2 separate regions of the Mus musculus genome follow, and region 1 is linked to region 2. The links are chromatin contacts, called in public Hi-C maps. All regions are on one chromosome and are shown on one strand. Each heading gives the region's core, a stretch centred on a gene start, on an enhancer-like site or on the middle of the called end of the contact. The rest is flanking DNA. Distances are from core to core; before and after follow the strand shown.

What was found. A called contact is a pair of places that touch in the nucleus more often than the background predicts.
Region 1: a contact with region 2 is called in a Hi-C map of liver, with 1.6 times the contacts expected there. The contact joins the promoter of Cps1 here to the enhancer-like site in region 2. A contact is called at or near these places in 1 of 39 promoter capture datasets (liver), 2 of 484 Hi-C or Micro-C datasets (the HL-1 cell line and liver) and 1 of 9 other capture datasets (liver).

What each region holds. Positions count from the first base shown.
Region 1 is chr1:67,121,734-67,125,325 of GRCm38.p6, forward strand. It overlaps Cps1 (carbamoyl-phosphate synthetase 1), which reads left to right and starts at 1,294. Exons shown (of 38, transcript NM_001080809.2): 1 at 1,294-1,557. The coding sequence starts at 1,432.
Region 2 is chr1:67,000,481-67,003,900 of GRCm38.p6, forward strand. It overlaps Lancl1 (LanC (bacterial lantibiotic synthetase component C)-like 1), which reads right to left. Exons shown (of 9, transcript NM_001190985.1): 9 at 37-3,077. The coding sequence ends at 3,001. Among named protein-coding and RNA genes, the nearest start is that of Lancl1, 37 kb to the right of the region's middle. Within about 2 kb of position 1,906, at least 18 of the 459 cell types and tissues checked have an H3K27ac peak or open chromatin away from gene starts, as enhancers often do. A contact at or near this core is called in liver, where this site is marked.

The sequences.
Region 1 (3,592 bases), core at 44-2,543, 120 kb after region 2:
TAAGCCCCACCCCTTTGACTTGCCCAAGTGTAAGCTTCCTCCTTCATGTCATAATGTTTGACAGTTTGGTTGTAAGTTCTAGTCTATCTGGGCACTTAATTCCAAAGACACTCACCATTTTATTCATTATTTATCCATTTCCGGGCTTTCCAATCTTGAGGTTGCGTGTGGAGTCCCAATGTATGAATTTTCTATTTTGAGTTTAAGAATTTTAACTATTTTTTCAAATAGTTTGACCCCAGTGAATGTTTCTATACTAATGCATCAAGACAGAGGATTTAAGCTCTGCTTTGATACTTATTTGTGGGTTCGTATTTTCCCTTCCAGCATTGACACTATGTCAGTGAAATTAACATACCTTTATGTCATCACCTTCACTATGGAAATCCTAAGGAGTAAGTCTTCACAGCTTACATTTCCTGGCCTTCAAGGCTGTCTGGCAATGATGCTGTGGGGCTGCCTTCTCTTTATGTGCCTTGGCTTAAGTGAGATGCCCTGCTAGCCAATGTGACCCTTTGACTGCCCACTCTTACCTGTGGCTAAAGCATGAATTGAGTAATTGTATTTAGGTCAAAACACAAATGCCCAAATCTTGCATTATCTTAGGTGATACTTAAATCACTAAATAATTGAGATTAATGTTTATATTAAATTGTTTCCCATTGTTCTATTCTCATTTTTACAGGCTTAAGAGATCTGGAGATACACAGTAAATTCCTTTGTTCCCTTGTGTTCTGATTAGGGTTACCAATAGCTTTAAAATCTAGAATGAAGAAGAGTGTTGTAATAGAAATATAATATATTACTTCATTAGTAGTTTCTCTTCCCAAGTAACTCAGATGTTTTCTGTATATTTGTAGAGGAATGTTTGTTTTGATATTTTCTTTACTGGATGTGGTTTCCATCATCCTTTTTCAAGCAGAAACCTTTTCCATATTTGGGTTTTCTTGAAATCCAAATGGATTCTGAAGTGAATGAGGCACCATTTCCAACTTAGCAAAGTGTTTGATCTTTTGCATTATTAGCAAGGTACTGCCCTTTGAAGAAGGAGTACACCTAAGGCTGTTTACCATGCCTGGGTCATGTTATTCAGCTACATAAGCAACTCCTTTGATGGCTAGCTTGCTTGCTACAGCAGTATCATGATTTCCACAGGAGAAGGTGCCACTTGTTATGTTGCAATTTGTATGACATGTCCATTGGAACATCTCTGGACATCAGCTTGGGAGGAGGGGCTAAGGAAAGGAGGAGCTGTAGATAGGTTATTTAATGGCAGAATGAATGGGGAGTCAAAGATCGCTGTGCAGTCAGCCTACAGCCTCAACTGTACTGTCGCCACACAGCTTTCTTTCACACTGGTTACAAACAAATTGGACATCAAAATCTCATGAGATATTTGTGATTTAATTTTAGTCACAAAACATCTTCAAAATGACGAGGATTTTGACAGCTTGCAAAGTGGTGAAGACCCTGAAGAGTGGCTTTGGTTTTGCCAATGTGACTACGAAGCGACAGTGGGACTTCTCCAGACCTGGCATCAGGCTCCTTTCTGTGAAGGTAACACCCCTGTTTCTTGTGTCTGATGATAATGCACTGGACACAGTTTTGCAGCGAAGCCAATGTGGTGCTGACAGGGCAAATACAGCTTCGAACAAAGTTGTTTATTAAAAAAGTGCTTTACCATAGAATCCATTGATATGGCAAATGATTATTTTTAATCTTCTCTGAGTAAGGTGGAGGTGATATTTATCCAATATGAAGAATGACTCCAGTTTCTACGGACATATAAACTATAAGTGTACTACTAGGAAAAGGGTACACTTAAAAAAGTTATCATAGTTTAGTTTATGCCTTGATTTTATTGCTAATGGTCTGAGTTGAAAGAAGCAGGTTCTATGTACACAAGGAATACTCCCCCCCCGCCCCCAAGTATGCTAAGCCTTTGTTTTATAATGGCTTAACTGAAAAGGTTTCTTCCTAGACATATAAGGTTTTAAAAGTTTAGAAGAAAAATATCTACGAATTTTTAATATTGGATATCCCTGTACACAGAGGAAGACAGCATTTCCATGCTCTCTTAACCTTCTTATCAGAGGAAAAATTTATGATTCTCCTTTTTGCAGAATCAGATTTTGAGGCAAACAGCAGCTGAAAAATCTGTCTGTCCAGGTTTATCTGTAGCAGAGAGGCCAAGGTCACAGTGGAAAAGTAAATTCTTTCCCTCCTACCCCCACCCCTGGTTATGAAATCCCTATAGGAACCTCTACCTTTTCCTATCTCTTTATGATATTTCTCACTGGAGAAGGCTAATTGCATCATGGGGACTTGGTCAATGAAACACTTCTTTACTGAATACAAAGCTTCAGAAATCATAGTAGCTTCAATACACTGTTTCTTTAGAGCAAAGAGCTATAAAAAAGTAGAAAAAAAACACCATTCTTTTTCAGTGTTGAGTAAAAACAGGTTGAGTAGCACTGGGAATTCTGCTTGTAGTTTGGGTGCATAGTAGGCTGACTAAAAATTGTCCTGGTGCTCCTTAGATTCCTTTTTTTTTTTTTTTGACATTTGACTCTTTTTTTTTTTCCATTTTTTATTAGGTATTTAGCTCATTTACATTTCCAATGCTATACCAAAAGAGATTCTTTTGCTTATAATGCCTTGGTCAGGATTTCAGGGGCTTTGGATTCTGGCATGTGTGGGAACAGGCAATTTCTATAGGTTCTTATAGATTCCAGGGACAGGAGAGAGACATAAGAAGACTGGTGGGAGAGAAAAAGAGGGTGGAAGGAAAGGATGGTGGCATGGAGGGTAGGGAGAGGAAGAGGAGGATGGGGAAGGGGAGGAGGAGTGGGAGGGAAAGGGAGAGAGACACTTATGCTTACATCAATGACATGATACCAACTTGAGCCTGCTACCCTGAGAATTTATTACAAAGCCTAAGAAAGCCATGTTGGATTCATTTTGATAATAAGATGGAAGCCAGAAAGGAGAATGGATATTCTAAAGCATCAATAAGGACATAGTACCTTGATATACAGAGAATGGTGGTTTAGCTTTAGTTAAGTGTTTCAATGCCTTGAAGACATCACATGCCATCTTGAAGAGAAGAAACTGTAAGGACAACAGTACCATCTACAGTTTAAGTGCTTTGTCATATTTCTGAACTGTGTCACCTGGACCACTTTATTCTCACAGAAGTGGGTAGCTAAGGATGAGCAGGTCTCTGTTAAATACCAAAAACAGAGCAATGAATAGTGGAGGCCACAATAATTATAAATCAGATCCCTAGACTCAGCAAGCACTCTACACAGCAATTACCACACAACAACATGAGCTAATTATGTGGACCGACCCCTGGGAAAGCAGTTCTAGCTCATGGTGGTAGATCTGTTTCAAGGGTCTTCCATAGTTCATAGCTAAGAATGACAAATTTTCAGGAGGAATAAGCCATCATTTCAAGGTGCAAAAGCCATTACTCACATACAGTCATTACTGGCCAGAACTTTGGAGGAATGCCAGGCATGAAAAATGGAAGTTCTTAAGCTTCATGGTAGTGAATTAAAGTCCCACAGAGTCCAAGGGGGACCTGTGT
Region 2 (3,420 bases), core at 656-3,155:
CAAATTCAAACTGAAGCAAACAACAGTACCCGATACTCAGGCCTAATAACATTTTATTGAAGACCAGTGGGTTCAATCCCTCCCATAACATACACATATGAAACCAGCCTTTCCCAGTTTAGTGGCAATGAACCTTGGGGTGATTGCTCAATGCCCCCCACACTGACTCCTGTTCACCAGATGTAAACAGTTTTCTATGGCCCAGCAGTATGGAGCCCCCAGAAACCTGGTCTGACCGGTTTTGAGGAAGCAAGAGGAACTGGAATTAATGTCAAGTAAGCCGGGGACTACACCTGAGTTCTTGGAGCCTAAGGAGGAGAGAAGTGAAAGATCCCACTTACACTACTTACTTCAAGATTAGGCCCAGTAATCTAGATACAAATTGACCTGAGGACACAGGAATAGAGTGCTGCAATTCTGTTACTTAGAGAAACAGGGAAGGAGAAAAAAATACTCGTAGATCCTCTTCAATCTAAGTCTATCTACATGGGGGCTTTCTGCGTTGATACAGGCAGGGCATGATGAGGATAAGGGAACCAGATGACCCTGAGGATGGGAGACCGACAGCTGGGATGAAATGAACTCCCTGGTGGGATCTATGGAGACGGCCATGTCAATGCTGACATGTTACACGATTCAAGTTTAGGGCTGAAAAGCACAAGGGGATAAATAGACTGCCTGGCAGGCTCAGAACCCCTTACTGCCCAGTCTCTGGATGGAGATGAACAATGCCACTGAGTTTTCCAAAGCAGCCACTGGAAGGTTTTGAAACTAGGAATTAAAACCTCTGAAGGAAAAATGCATAAGAATAAAACCAACCATGTCTGCACGACACCTGAATGGAAATGGTTCTTGCAGCCTCTACCCGAGGAGGGGCGTTGGTGTCAGCCTTTACTCTATGTGAGTTTAAGATCCTTAGAAAACTCTCCTAGCTCTTAAACATTAGTCAACAGCGGCATAAACACTGTCAGTGTAGTGAGTTTCTAAAATGCTACAGTGAAGAGAGCTGAATGGTGTTCATGAGTCTGTTCATGGGTGACAATATGCAGGAGGCAACACTCATCAGGATGCCTGGGGAAGCACTGTGACCAAGTCTACTGGCTGATCAAAACACTTCCTCTTTTTCTTTAATAAGTATCTATAGTAAAGTGCAGACAGAATATAATAAGCCATTTAACTAAACAAAGTGGGCTTTCTTTTCTAAAGCTGGACACCCAGCCAAACAGCTGCACTTTACTGTCTAAGAGTGACTTATAAATATTGATACAAAGCCTTCACCTGGCACAGTCTACACACAACTTCTGAGGATGCACAGGGGTCACAGAAGGACCAATTCAATCCTAGAAATCGAGTGCTGGGCTGCTCTTTGGATCCTACTGTAGGCACCCTTAAAAGGGCCAGAAAATTTCACGTAATATTAGCTATCTTGGTACCAAATAGAAAATAACAGGAGATTACTCCTCATAGCAACCAGGATACACTCCATGGGGATTTGATCTCCAATAAAAACTGAATGACCAAAAGAGCCACAAATAGCACATTAAATATTCTTAGACCCTGTTGTTTTAAAGCTGGAAAATGTTACCACGTAGGTTAGAGTCTGGTTAGGCCTTTGATATCGAGGAAAGAAGGGAGGAGCTAAAGAGTCAATAGGCGTTTGTTCAGAGGTCGAAACACGGGGGAGTCTTCGTGTACAAACAAACCTGACTCCGAGGTGGTCTCGGAATGTGAAGGACACTTGCTCTTGGGATATGCAAACCGCCATTTGTTACACGCATGAAGGCAGTCACATCCCATTCCAGCCAAGAGCCGTGTTTTCTTAGAAGCTACTGGTCAGAGCAGCTCCCTTTCCACACTCTTTGTAAGCAGAGTTAGAGTTTGTACTAGTTAGTGACGAGATCAATGTTCAAGTCAATTGACAGAAGGTGATGACATGTGGCACTCACTCAGGCACAGTCAGCGAAAAGCAAGGCAAAGCTGAGCCAAACGTCTCAAGGTCAGCCAAAGGTCAGGTGGGACCCTGTCTCAGCAAATTCACACAGACAATCTACTTCTAGATCTCATCTGAGTACTAAAGGACAGACAACTTTTAAAACAAACATTTCTGAAATCTAACACAAGCCAAGGAACTGTTATTTGTGAGTAAACTTTCAGATCAGAATGTGCATCCCAACCATTTAAGTTTTGATCCTGTTGCTGCTAGATAGGGCCTGTGTGGCTCATGAAGTGGGATTTCTAGTTCAGACAGAAACTAGGAATTTAAAAAAATGACATTTAGGCCCAAAAATCTAGTCTATAACTCTTGCAGTTTTTCTTCCAGAAGCACGGGCTACATTTTTTGGTCCCCTTTGCTCACCACTTGAGAGAACCCAGTCCCAGAACTACTACTCTCTGTGGAGGCAGAATGCTCAACAGAAGAGCTGGAAGGCAGTACCCAGCAACAGCCATCACATGTAATGTGTCCACCTGCACTGAGCTCGTGTGTGCACTGTGTGCACTGTGTGTATCTGTGTTGGGGCAGGGCCCAGGGCTCTTCTCCATGCTAGGAGTGTTCTACCACTCAGCTACGTGCCAGATCTCTCCTGCTCTTTACCTTGAAAACGGGTCTCACTAAGTTGCCTAGGTTGGCCTTGAACTTGTGATCCTCCTGCCTCTCTCCCCAGGAGATGGGATAACATGCTCCCAGGCATGGATCACATTGATGGATAAGTAGTAAGAGGAACATTTCCTGCATGTCTGGGAACCATGCGAATGATCAGAAGATACTGTACTGTCATCCATCCTTCCCTCTGGAAGGGAATTAAGATGGCTTCAAGTACACTTATAAATAAAAAGTAAATAATAAAAGGTGCTGAACTGCTAAAGACAAATTATGGAAATAAAAACTCGACCACTTCAAAGTACACAGTTTCATTCTGCTTCCTTCAAAAGCAAGGGCAATATGTAGCCCAGAGTAATACACAGAGTCATGCTGTAAGCGGCAGGAGACATGCTTTCTTTTCAGAGTTCAAATGCAGGGAACTTGGCCTTTGTGGGGACTAACAGGTCAGCCAAGAAATATATTGTTCCAGCCATCCCTAGAGGAACAGAAAGAAGCACACGTTACTACACCAAATGGCTCCATTTCCTAAGGCTCATTTATTTTTATTTTTTTATTTTTTATTGACTTTTGGTCATGGGAAGCATCCTGTAATTCATACCCTGCATTCAACATCAGAGGCCCCTCGGGGGTTCTTGGCTTTCTTTTTATCCAGAGGAAGACAGGAGACAGAATGGAGGCAAGCACAGTCAAGCTACTTATTCTAGCCACTCACTTCCTGTCACCTGGCCACATGCCAGCTCCTTCAGCACTGCCTCGTGGCCACTTACCTCCCAGAGGCTCTGTATCTATGACTCAGCATATGCCTGGGTTCATAAATG